2 separate regions of the Sus scrofa genome follow, and region 2 is linked to region 1. A link is a contact called in public Hi-C data. All regions are on one chromosome and are shown on one strand. The core of a region is the stretch at or near the end of the contact, and the rest is flanking DNA. Distances in the headings are between cores, read along the strand shown. Region 1 has its middle 30 kb from the start of IL4R. Region 2 overlaps NSMCE1 (non-structural maintenance of chromosomes element 1 homolog).

Region 1 (5,070 bases), core at 2,329-4,828:
AGAATCCTCCAGAAGTGGAAAAGGAGCACCAATCATAAGGGAGCATAGGGTGATGGAGGGGAGGGGCTTGAGGAAAAGAAGGTTGGGATGTGTGCAGACTCATGAAAGTATCTGTGCATGCGTTTCTCATTGCTGCTGTAACAAATGCTGCAGTGGAGTGACTTGAAATAAAAAATGTATTGATTGAGAGTTCTGGAGGTCAGAAATCCGAAATTGCTCTCACTGAGTTAAAAATCAAGGTGTCAGAAGAGTTGCATTTCTTCTGCAGATGCAAGAAGAGAGTCGGTGCCTAGGCTTTTCCAGCCTCTGGCTGTCGCTTGCATTCCTGGGTTCCTGGCCCCTTCTTCCACCTTCAAAGCCAGCAGCAGAGCACCTTCAAATCTCTTTCTGACTCTGACTCCCTTATATCTTTCTTTTGCTTATAAAGACACTTGTGATTTTATCACCCCATGTGCATAATCCAGGATAACCTCCCATCTCAAGATGGGTTGATCAGCCATCTTAATTCCACCTGTAAACTTGATTCTCCCTTGTAATGTATGGCCACAGTTTTCAGAAATTATGATATGAGCATCTTTGGGGGTCCATTATTTCACCTTAAAACTATAGTCTTTAAGGCTGTTTTATGGCTGCAAAAGAAAATCCACACAGGTTCAACACAACAATATTTATGGTTCATTTAAAAATTCAGAGAAAAAAAAAATTCAGAGGTCAGTTTTCTTCTCTCACTCTGCCACGATCAGAATACTATCTTTCGTCTCTGGGCTTGTCTCCTCATCATCACAAAATGGCTGCCAAGCCACCAGACATCACATCCAAAGCCGAACGGAAGGTGGCAAAGGGGCTTTCTCTTAATGTTGCTCTCTTTGATTAGAAAGGAGAACTGCGTGCTTGCTCTGCGGTTCTGTGGCAGAGAGGAAGGACAGAAAGACCAGATATGTTGACCAACTCGAGCTGAATTTACCAGCTGGAAATCAGGAAATGCCAATTCCCAGATGAGGTAGGGGGTCTTTGTGTAGGAGTGAGGTGTCCAGGTGGCCAGAGTCAGAGATCAGTCTAAGGCTGGGGTCCGAGATGATCTTGGGGCCAAGGCTGGGGGTCAGCACGAGGCTGGGCTCAGTATGCGGCTAGGATCATGACTAGGTCCACAGCATGGGTCAGGAGATGAGTCTATGGCTTGAGTCAGAAGTCCTTCTGCCTTTGGAGTCATGCATCAAACTGGAGCTGGGATCAGAAGTTTGTTGAGCGTTTTCTCTCTCTTTCTGCATCTTGGTCTTTCTTGTTTTGTTCTTTTCTGGAAAGACCTATCTTATAAAATACGTAATATATGAATATGTGGAGAGAAACGCATGTTTTACGCCTCTGCACATCTACAAAGACCGACTCTGCATATGGACAAGGTCTAGAAGTGCTGTGGACACATACAAACACAATTGGTGGAGTGATTGCATCAGGACCGTTTTGGTCTGGGATTTCTGTTGTTCCAGCCTGTCCTTTTTGCCATAAAGTAACATTAAATTCAGAATGTTATTATTTCCTTTAATTATGGTTCATTCCCTCACCTCCATGACACCCACAGACCCATCCAGTATAACAACAGCAATGCTGGGAAACCCCTGGACAGCATTAGCTCTGTGCAGGCTCTGTTCTAAGCTTTCCAAAATTAACATTTTTATTTTTATTTTTTTGTCTTTTTGCCTTTTCTAGGGCCACTCCCGTGGTATATGGAGGTTCCCAGGCTAGGGATCTAATCAGAGCTGTAGCCACCAGCCTATGCCAGAGCCACAGCAACGCAGAATCCGAGCCTCATCTGCAATCTACACCACAGCTCATGGCAACGCCGGATCCTTAACTCACTGACCAAGGCCAGGGATCGAACCTACAACCTTATGGTTTCAAGTCGGATTTGTTAACCACTGCGACACGATGGGAACTCTGAAATTTAACCTACTTAATTCTAACAACAGCTCCTTGAAGTCAGCACTACTATGGCTCCCATTTTACAGAAGCAGAAGGAAGCGCAGAGAGGATACAACTGGCCATGAGCCACGCAGCTGGTCCTTGGCGAACCCTGGGTTCCTAATGTGTGTCTAGCCCTTTGCCAGGGGCTGGAGAGGATGGAGGATAAAGGCAGAGGTGAAAAAGAGGTGGAGGGGGGGAGGGTGGCATTCTCCCCGGCTTAGTTTTCTGGGCGTGGCACCTCCGGGGGCGCAGAGGCAGGCGCTGGAACCTAATGGAGTGGCCACTAGGGGGCAGCAGGGACCAAGGAGCTGGCCTCCAGCCAATCTGCTCTCCATTGGCCAGAAGTCCTCTGTTCTTCAATAAAGCAGTAAAGGGCGGGATTTTGAGGAAGATCTGGCACTGTCCTGTTGTTGTCACGGAGCTCAGGCAGGTTGACCACAAGAGCGGCCGGGTGCTGCCTGGCCTTCAGCCATCAAGACATCTGCTCTTCATCCCACACCTGTGGGCTGCAGGGTACTTCTCTTATCCACCTTTGATGGGGAGGCAACGGAGGCCCAGAGTCACACAGCTCTGAATTGGCAAAGGCACGTTCAAACCCAGGCAGAGCCCTTGCTTCTCTGAGTCTCAGTTTTCTCACCTGTAAAAGGGGTATAAGAATCCAGGCAAATAGGTGCCTGCCATGGCTCAGGGGTAACAAACCTGACTCGTATCCATGAGGACATGGGTTCCATTCCTGGGCTCGCTCAGTGGGTTAAGGATCCCCGAGCTGTGGTGTAGGCCAGCAGCTACAGCTCTGATTTGACCCCCTAGCTGGGAACTTCCATATGTTAAGGATGTGGCCCTAAAGAGACCCCCCCAAAAAAGAAAAACAAACAAACAAACAAAAAAAAAGCCACAAAAACAGGCAAATGGCAGACAAAGGTGATGAGGAGTCAGGGTACATCACAGAAAAGTCTCAGACAGTGGACTCTGGCTGCTGTGAGGCTCCAGTGAGGTCATGCCTCCCTTGCAGCGGGGACTCAGAAATTTCTTGGTGGTTGTGGGGTTTTTTGTTTTTTGGGTTTTTTTTTTTTTTTAATTAATAACCTCCGTGGGAAAATACTGTCAGAAAAGTTATTCAACAGGATGTTAACGAGATACACCTTCAAAAACAAACATACATTTTGGGGACAGCCCACGATGCCAGATGATGAGGCGGGGGATGGGATTTCCGGTGGTTTTCACTTTCCTATTTATCCCTTTAGATTTTCTCTGAATCAGAGAAGGTGGGCACGTGCCAATGTAGTAATCACACACACACACACAAACCTGCAGTGGAAACAATTACCACCCTGCCGCCGGCACCCCTGGAACAATCTTTGTAAAATCGAGGCTGCGGTGTGCGGGGTTGGGGCACCAAGGGGGGCTGGGAACCCTGAATTCAGCGTCTCTGGAGGTCTCCCGGTTTCTGCTGAGGCTTTGCTGACACAGCCCTGCTGCCCCCGGGGTACCCCTCCTGGCCTTCACATCTCTGGTCCATACCCGAGGGGAGTGCTGGGAAACTCCACTCCAGACTGCCGGCACCTCGCTCCGCCCACGCCTGCCGCCTACGTCCTCCTCGGTCGGGGATTGGTCCGGCGCTGGACCCGTCTGACCCACGAGCCCCGCCCCCTCTGTGGCTTTGGAGACAAACGCTGGATACTGTCTGTCCCTCTTCGCTCCTTTCATCTTTCCAGACCGTCTCCTCTCCCCTCCACGCTGAGAAAGTTGTACATTGGACTATAACGATCTAGCCCTGTACTGTCCAATACTGTAATTACCAGCCACTTGGGGCTGTTTAAATTTAAATGTTAATTAATGCCATAAAATTAAAAAATCCGTTCCTCAGTCACACGAGTCATATTTCAAGCGCTAAAGTAGCCCCCTGTGGCTAGCGCCCCTTATTGGAGAGCATGAAAGGGTTCTAGCCTAATTCTAGATACTCAGCTGTTTTGCTCTCAATCCCTTGCTACACTTGTTCTTCTTTGAATCAGCGTTCTCTCTCTTTTATTTTTTTTCAGATTCCCTAGAATCTAAAATAAATCTTTGATTGATTGGACCCGATAAGTGTTGAAAATTTTATTTTTGTTTGCACAATTGCTCTCAGGGAGTACTTAACACAATAATTGTTTATAAAGGAATGAATTATGGCGTTCCCCGTTGTGGCTCAGCGGCTAACAAACCCGACGACTAACCATGGGGATGCGGGTTCCATCCCTGGCCTCGCTCAGTGGGTTAAGGATCTGGCATTGCCGTGAGCGGCTGTGTAGGTCTCAGATGTGGATCCCATGTTGCTATGCCTGTGGCACAGGCCGGCAGCTGTAACTCCAATTGGACCCCTAGCCTGGGAACCCCCATATGCCGTGCCTAAAAAGAAAAACAAAACCAAACAAACAACAACAACAAAAAAATAGAGTGAATTGCCAGGTCTCGTACGGGTAAGTCCTGACCACAAAGACGTAGGTATAAGCCAGAGAGCCTGGGGACTGAAGGAAGGTACGGGCTGGGACGCTCCCTTGCTAGAATCAACCAATGGCAGGAATCGGGAGCCTTCAGGGCTTACCCGCAAGGTCTGGAGCATCAACTGAAAAACAAAACAAAACTGCCCAACCTAAAAGTTGAGAATTACGTTTTATTCAGGGAAATTACTGAGAACTACATAGCCCAGGACACAGCCTCTCAGATAAGTATGCAGATCTGTTCCAAGAGGAAGGGGCTAGCCGGGAGATAATACATGTATGTCATATATATATGAGGTTTGGGTTTGGGTTGGGGTTTTTTTGGCCACCCTGAGGCATACGGAGTTCCCAAGCTGAGCCGCAGTTGCAACCGACGCTGCAGCTGTAGCCATGCCAGATACTTAACCCACTGTGCCCAACCAGGGACTGAACCTTTGTCCCAGTGCTCCAGAGATGCTGTGGCAGATCCCGTTGTGCCACAGTGGAAACCCCTGTGAGGTTGTGATGAGAAAAAAAAAAAAAAAAAACAACGTAGTAGGACATCAAAAGATTACTGCTAATCACATAAAACAGACATTGATTTTAGGGCTTTTCTATGGGAAGATGCAAGAGTCTAGGTTTATTGAAATTA
Region 2 (4,906 bases), core at 520-3,019, 110 kb after region 1:
TAGGGGTTAGGATTCAGGACTTTCATCGCTGCAGCCCAGGTTCAATCCCTGGTCCAAGAACTGAGATCCCACTTCAAGCCGCTGCCCTCCTCAACCAAAAATAAAAACAAAATTGAAAAAAGACAGCACCCCTTCCACCCCTGCTCTTCCCAGCACAGTTCACTGGCCACTGTAGCTGTGCCATCATCTGTGCCGATCTTTCCACTCCAGTTATCTGAATGTCAAGAGGACCATCCAGGGAGTTCCTGTCATGGCGCAGCGGAAACGAATCCGACTTGGAACCTTGAGGTGGGGGGTTTGATCCCTGGCCTCGCTCTGTGGGTTAAGGATCTGGCGTTGCCCTGAGCTGTGGTGTAGGTCACAGACGTGGCTCGGATCCCGCGTTGCTGTGGCTCTGGTGTAAGCTGGCAGCAACAGCTCTGATTAGACCCCTGGCCTGGGAGCCTCCATATGCCAAGGGTGCAGGCCTAAAAAGACCAAAAAAAAAAAAAAAAGAGGCCCATCCATCATCCCCAGGCGGTTGATGGGAAAGCCATGGGCTGCGACATGACCCCTCACACATGAGTCTGGCCCAGTGTCCTTGCCTGCCAGCCTGTTCCTGCCCAGGAGTCCATGCCCTGCTGTGCCCTCGTACCCGTGTCTGGTCCAGTGCCTGGGCTGGCCCGTCCGCAGCGCCATGCTCAGGAGGACCACCCAGCAGAACCTATCAGATGAGAGCGCTCTCCTGGGGCAGGTTGGTCTGTATGTGGTTTGGTTCCCCTGGGGTCTTATTTTTTGCTGCTATTTCCTCTGCCTAAAATAGCAGTTCCTCTGCCTAAAAATTTCCTACATGTGATGCCTAGCTTGGAACAAAACTATATGTCTGCTCAGAAGTTAGAGCAGCAGACTTCCTGCTGCTCAGATATGCGGTGAGCCCTGGGTTCCAGTAGGCTTCTGGGAAGCAGGGACTCTGATTACCAAGAGGAGCTGTGTTGGTTAAATTAAAATTGAACTTTAAAAGGAGATGACATGTACAGCAGTGGCCAGAGGAAATAAACTCAAAATGCATCGAAGCAGCCCCTGCGCCTCAGAGACGTGTCCCATTCATCCAGTGCTGCCCCAGCCTGTCCCCAGTGCCCCAAGTCCTATTTTTTTTAAATGTCTTTTTAGGGCCACACCTGCGGCATATGGAGGTTCCCAGGCTAGGGGTTGAACCAGACCTGCAGCTGCTGGCCCACGCCACAACCACAGCAATTTGGGATCCAAGCTGTGTCTGTGACCTACACCACAGCTCACAGCAACGCTGGATCCTTAACTCACTGAGCGAGGTCAGGGATGGAGCCCACATCCTCACGGATGCTCGTCGGGTTTGTTAACCCCTGAGCCACGATGGGGACTGCCCCCAAATCCCATTTTTTAATTGCCCCAATGGAAAGGCATATCCCGCTAAAGAAAGAGCTGTCTGTCTTCTCCAGAGTCCGTGACTTGGCCAAAGGGTCAGGTCTGGCTGAGGCATGATGGATGCCGGCTGGGCCCGGCTGCCACATGTGTCCTCTGGGTGCAGGCGTCGCGTGTCTTGACCAGCACTGCCCAGACACTTTGCATCTCTCTGTATCAGCCGAGGCCCCTTTTATGACGCTGAAGGCACGGTGCCAGGTTCTGGAGGAATGTCTGTCCATGTGACCTTGGTGGGGGCCGGGGTGGGGAGTGTTCTCAGAGAATACTTGCTCTGCTCCCCAGAGGCTGTGTGGCTTCGTGCCCGGGAGCTTTTGGCCTGGGCTCCATTTCCACGCCGGGAAGTCTGGGTCTGCTCTCCAAGCTTCTGACATGTAAAGAGGATAACAAGAGCCTAGCCCATGGAGTCGGCGTCCTTGCAGTAGTGAAATGAGCCAGGCTAATGAGTTAGTCTCCAGCACACCCTGAGGTGATGACAGCCCGCTGTCGCAGCCCAGCAGGAGCAGCGCCCCCGGCCCCCAGGACAGGCATGGGTACACCCTGCTTATGTGGAGAGAACACAGGTGTGCAGACCTGGGCATGGTTCAGCCACCCTGGTTAGGATGGCCCTTTGCTCCCTGAGAAGAGGCAGCTGTCCTGGAAGAGGTCCAGGGACCTGCATCGCTAACTGCTGGTCATTGGTGTCGGAGGGACCCAGCCTCTGATCCAGCTCGAGCTGCAAAAGCCTGATTTTGTTGTTGTTGTTGTTGTTGTCATTTTTCCTTTTCTAGGGCCGCTCCTGCAGCATATGGAGGTTCCCAGGCTAGGGGTCGAACCAGACCTGCAGCTGCCGGCCTACGCCACAACCACAGCAACACGGAATCCAAGCTGCGTCTGCAACCTACACCACAGCTCACAGCAACACTGGATCCTTAACCCACTGAGCAAGGCCAGGGATCGAACCTGCAACCCCATGGTTCCCAGTCAGATTCGTTAACCTGATGGGAACTCCAAGCCTGATATTTTGATAGTGACCTGAAGCCTATGTTTTTTTTGTTTGTTTGTTTGTTTTCCTCAATGGGCTCCAGGAACAGGGGCAGGAGAGAGGGCAGAACCGTGCAAATTAGCTGGTTTGAAGACTCGGCTTGGGGGACGCACCCATTTGGGGTTACCTCAATGCTTCAGGGGCAAGTCAGGGGTCTCAGTAGCGAGGGTTCCCAGTTCTGGCCAACTTCAAAAGGAACGTGTTGAGGGGATACTTGGGACAGGGACACCCAGGCCTGATTGATAGCCAGGGGCCAGGCTGGAGGGGAACAGGCAGGAGCCAGAGGACACCAGGGCACAGGAAGCAGAGCAGCCGCACAGCCACAGCCACCTTCCTTCTGTGGCGGCTGGGCTGGAAGCACCTGCCGGCGCCCCTTTGTCCCTTGCTCAGCTCGAGAGGGTGTCTGATAGGCTGAGCTTGGGTTCGGGGCCCACCCTGGAATTGGGTTCCTGGTGGACCTGGGATCTGGCGCCCTCGGCTCCCTGCCCCCTGGTTCTCTGGACGTGGGACTGGTTCTCCTACCACGTCACATGTGTAGGGGAAAGACGGACTCTGGGAGTGGGGCGGCCAATTTGGTTCCTGGACCAAGTGTGATGGGGACAGAAGTGCTCGGGGACTGTGGTGCGAGGGGGTGGCGGGGTCAGTGAGGTGAGGGCAGGCCTGCCCAGGAGAGGTGCGTGTCCAGGATGCCAGGGGCTCAGGAGCCCTGCCGGTTGGAGCTGGGCAGGCGGTAGAGTTGGAGGGGAGTTTTCTAGACGCAGGTGAGGTTGGACGCCAGGCGGCGGGGGCCCCTGCGGGGATGAGAGGAAGGGAGAAAGGGGTTGCCCAGAGAATCAGGCCGAGCTGGGCAGCCCTGCTGCTGGCCCGTGGCCCACGCCACCTCTGTTGCCCCTAAGAAATCAAGTGGGGGGTTGTTGCTGGGCACGAGAGGAGCTTTTTCCCAGGCAGTGATGCAGCGCAGGGCCAACACCCCCAGGCTGGCAGCGGATGGGCTGTGCCAGGGACGCTCGTGCGCGGGAGGGAAGTGAGCCCCTGAGGCAGGTGGCTGCAGTGAGGACCGTAGTAGGAAGTGGAGTTTGGTGGGGTTTTTTTTTTATAAGATGAAAAGACCTTGAAAACATTCACGTTTCTGAAAAGGGAGGCTGGACAGCAAACCAGAGGTGGGAAAGGGGGGAAGCGCAGGGCGGCTATTAGCTCATCTCCGCGCGGACCCAGTTTCTGGAAAGTCCGACGTGGTAGAAGGCGTTTGATCTGCCCACGGGGTACATTTTTCTGAACGACACCCAGGAGAGAGGCCTTTTCAGTGGAAAATGTGAATTCTCGCTTTCAGAGGGACGTGGGACTTGCCCCTGTGTCACAGGCGGGGTGGTTCTTCGCTGCCCGAGGGCCCCCGCGGCCGCGTTTCCCAGCCTCTCATTGGGTGTGGGGCAGGTGGAAAGGGGTTTCCAGCAAGCTCAGGGCACAGACCTGGACAGGCTGGGGAGGAAGGAAGCCTGACAGCCCTTCGTGCAAGGGCGGGAGGGACACCTTCTGGGCTTGCTTTCTAACTGGGAGGCAGAGGTGGGGGAGGTCATTGGGGGGCGCTCTTGGAGAGCCTCTCTCACTCCTCTGATCAGTTTTTCAGCAGATGTGGCTAGATTTTATCATCATGTTACTGTTAGGATTTTTTTTTTTTTTTTTTTTTGTCTTTTTAGGCTGCACCTGCAGCATGTGGAGGTTCCCAGGCTAGGGGGTCTGTCTAATTGGAGCTGTTGCTGCCAGCCTACACCACAGCCGCAGCCATGCCTGCGACCTACACCACAGCTCATGGCAACGCCAGATCCTCAACCCAAGGAGGGAGGCCAGGGATTGAACCCGCAACCTCATGGTTCCTAGTCGGATTCATTTCCGCTGCGCCATGACAGGAACTCCCACTGTTGGGATTTTTGCCACATCTGTGTACCATCTGTTTATTACTACTCTTTTTTTTTTTTTTTTTTTTTTGTCTTTTTTGCTATTTCTTTGGGCCGCTCCCGAGGCATATGGAGGTTCCCAGGCTAGGGGTCGAATCGGAGCTGCAGCCACCGGCCTATGCCAGAGCCACTGCAACGTGGGATCCGAGCTGCGTCTGCAACCTACACCACAGCTCACGGCAACGCCAGATCGTTAACCTACTAAGCAAGGGCAGGGACCGAACCCGCAACCTCATGGTTCCTAGTCGGATTCGTCAACCACTGCGCCACGACGGGAACTCCTACTACTCATTTTTAATTTAAATTTGCTTTTTTTAAAAAAAACATAAGCAACTTTACTTATAAAAGATTAGATCCCTGCTATAATTTGCATATTAGTACTACTGTTCTGGTCTTTGTCATTAGCTTTTCTCGGCCTCCTCAGTAGACACGGTATCTGTGTCACAGCTGTTGCCATAACACAGCTGTGACCTCCATTTGCCACCAGTGTGATCTT

Evidence for each region. A called contact is a pair of places that touch in the nucleus more often than the background predicts.
Region 2: a Hi-C map of embryonic fibroblasts shows a contact between it and region 1, with 5 times the contacts expected there. A contact is called at or near these places in 3 of 5 promoter capture datasets (fetal liver, fetal skeletal muscle and liver), 26 of 47 Hi-C or Micro-C datasets (alveolar macrophages, blood, brain and 14 more) and 2 of 2 datasets of targeted methods (alveolar macrophages and skeletal muscle).

The regions. Positions count from the first base shown.
Region 1 is chr3:19,519,518-19,524,587 of Sscrofa11.1, forward strand. No RefSeq gene overlaps it. Among named protein-coding and RNA genes, the nearest start is that of IL4R, 30 kb to the right of the region's middle.
Region 2 is chr3:19,634,767-19,639,672 of Sscrofa11.1, forward strand. All of the region lies in intron 2 of NSMCE1 (non-structural maintenance of chromosomes element 1 homolog), which reads left to right. Among named protein-coding and RNA genes, the nearest start is that of NSMCE1, 27 kb to the left of the region's middle.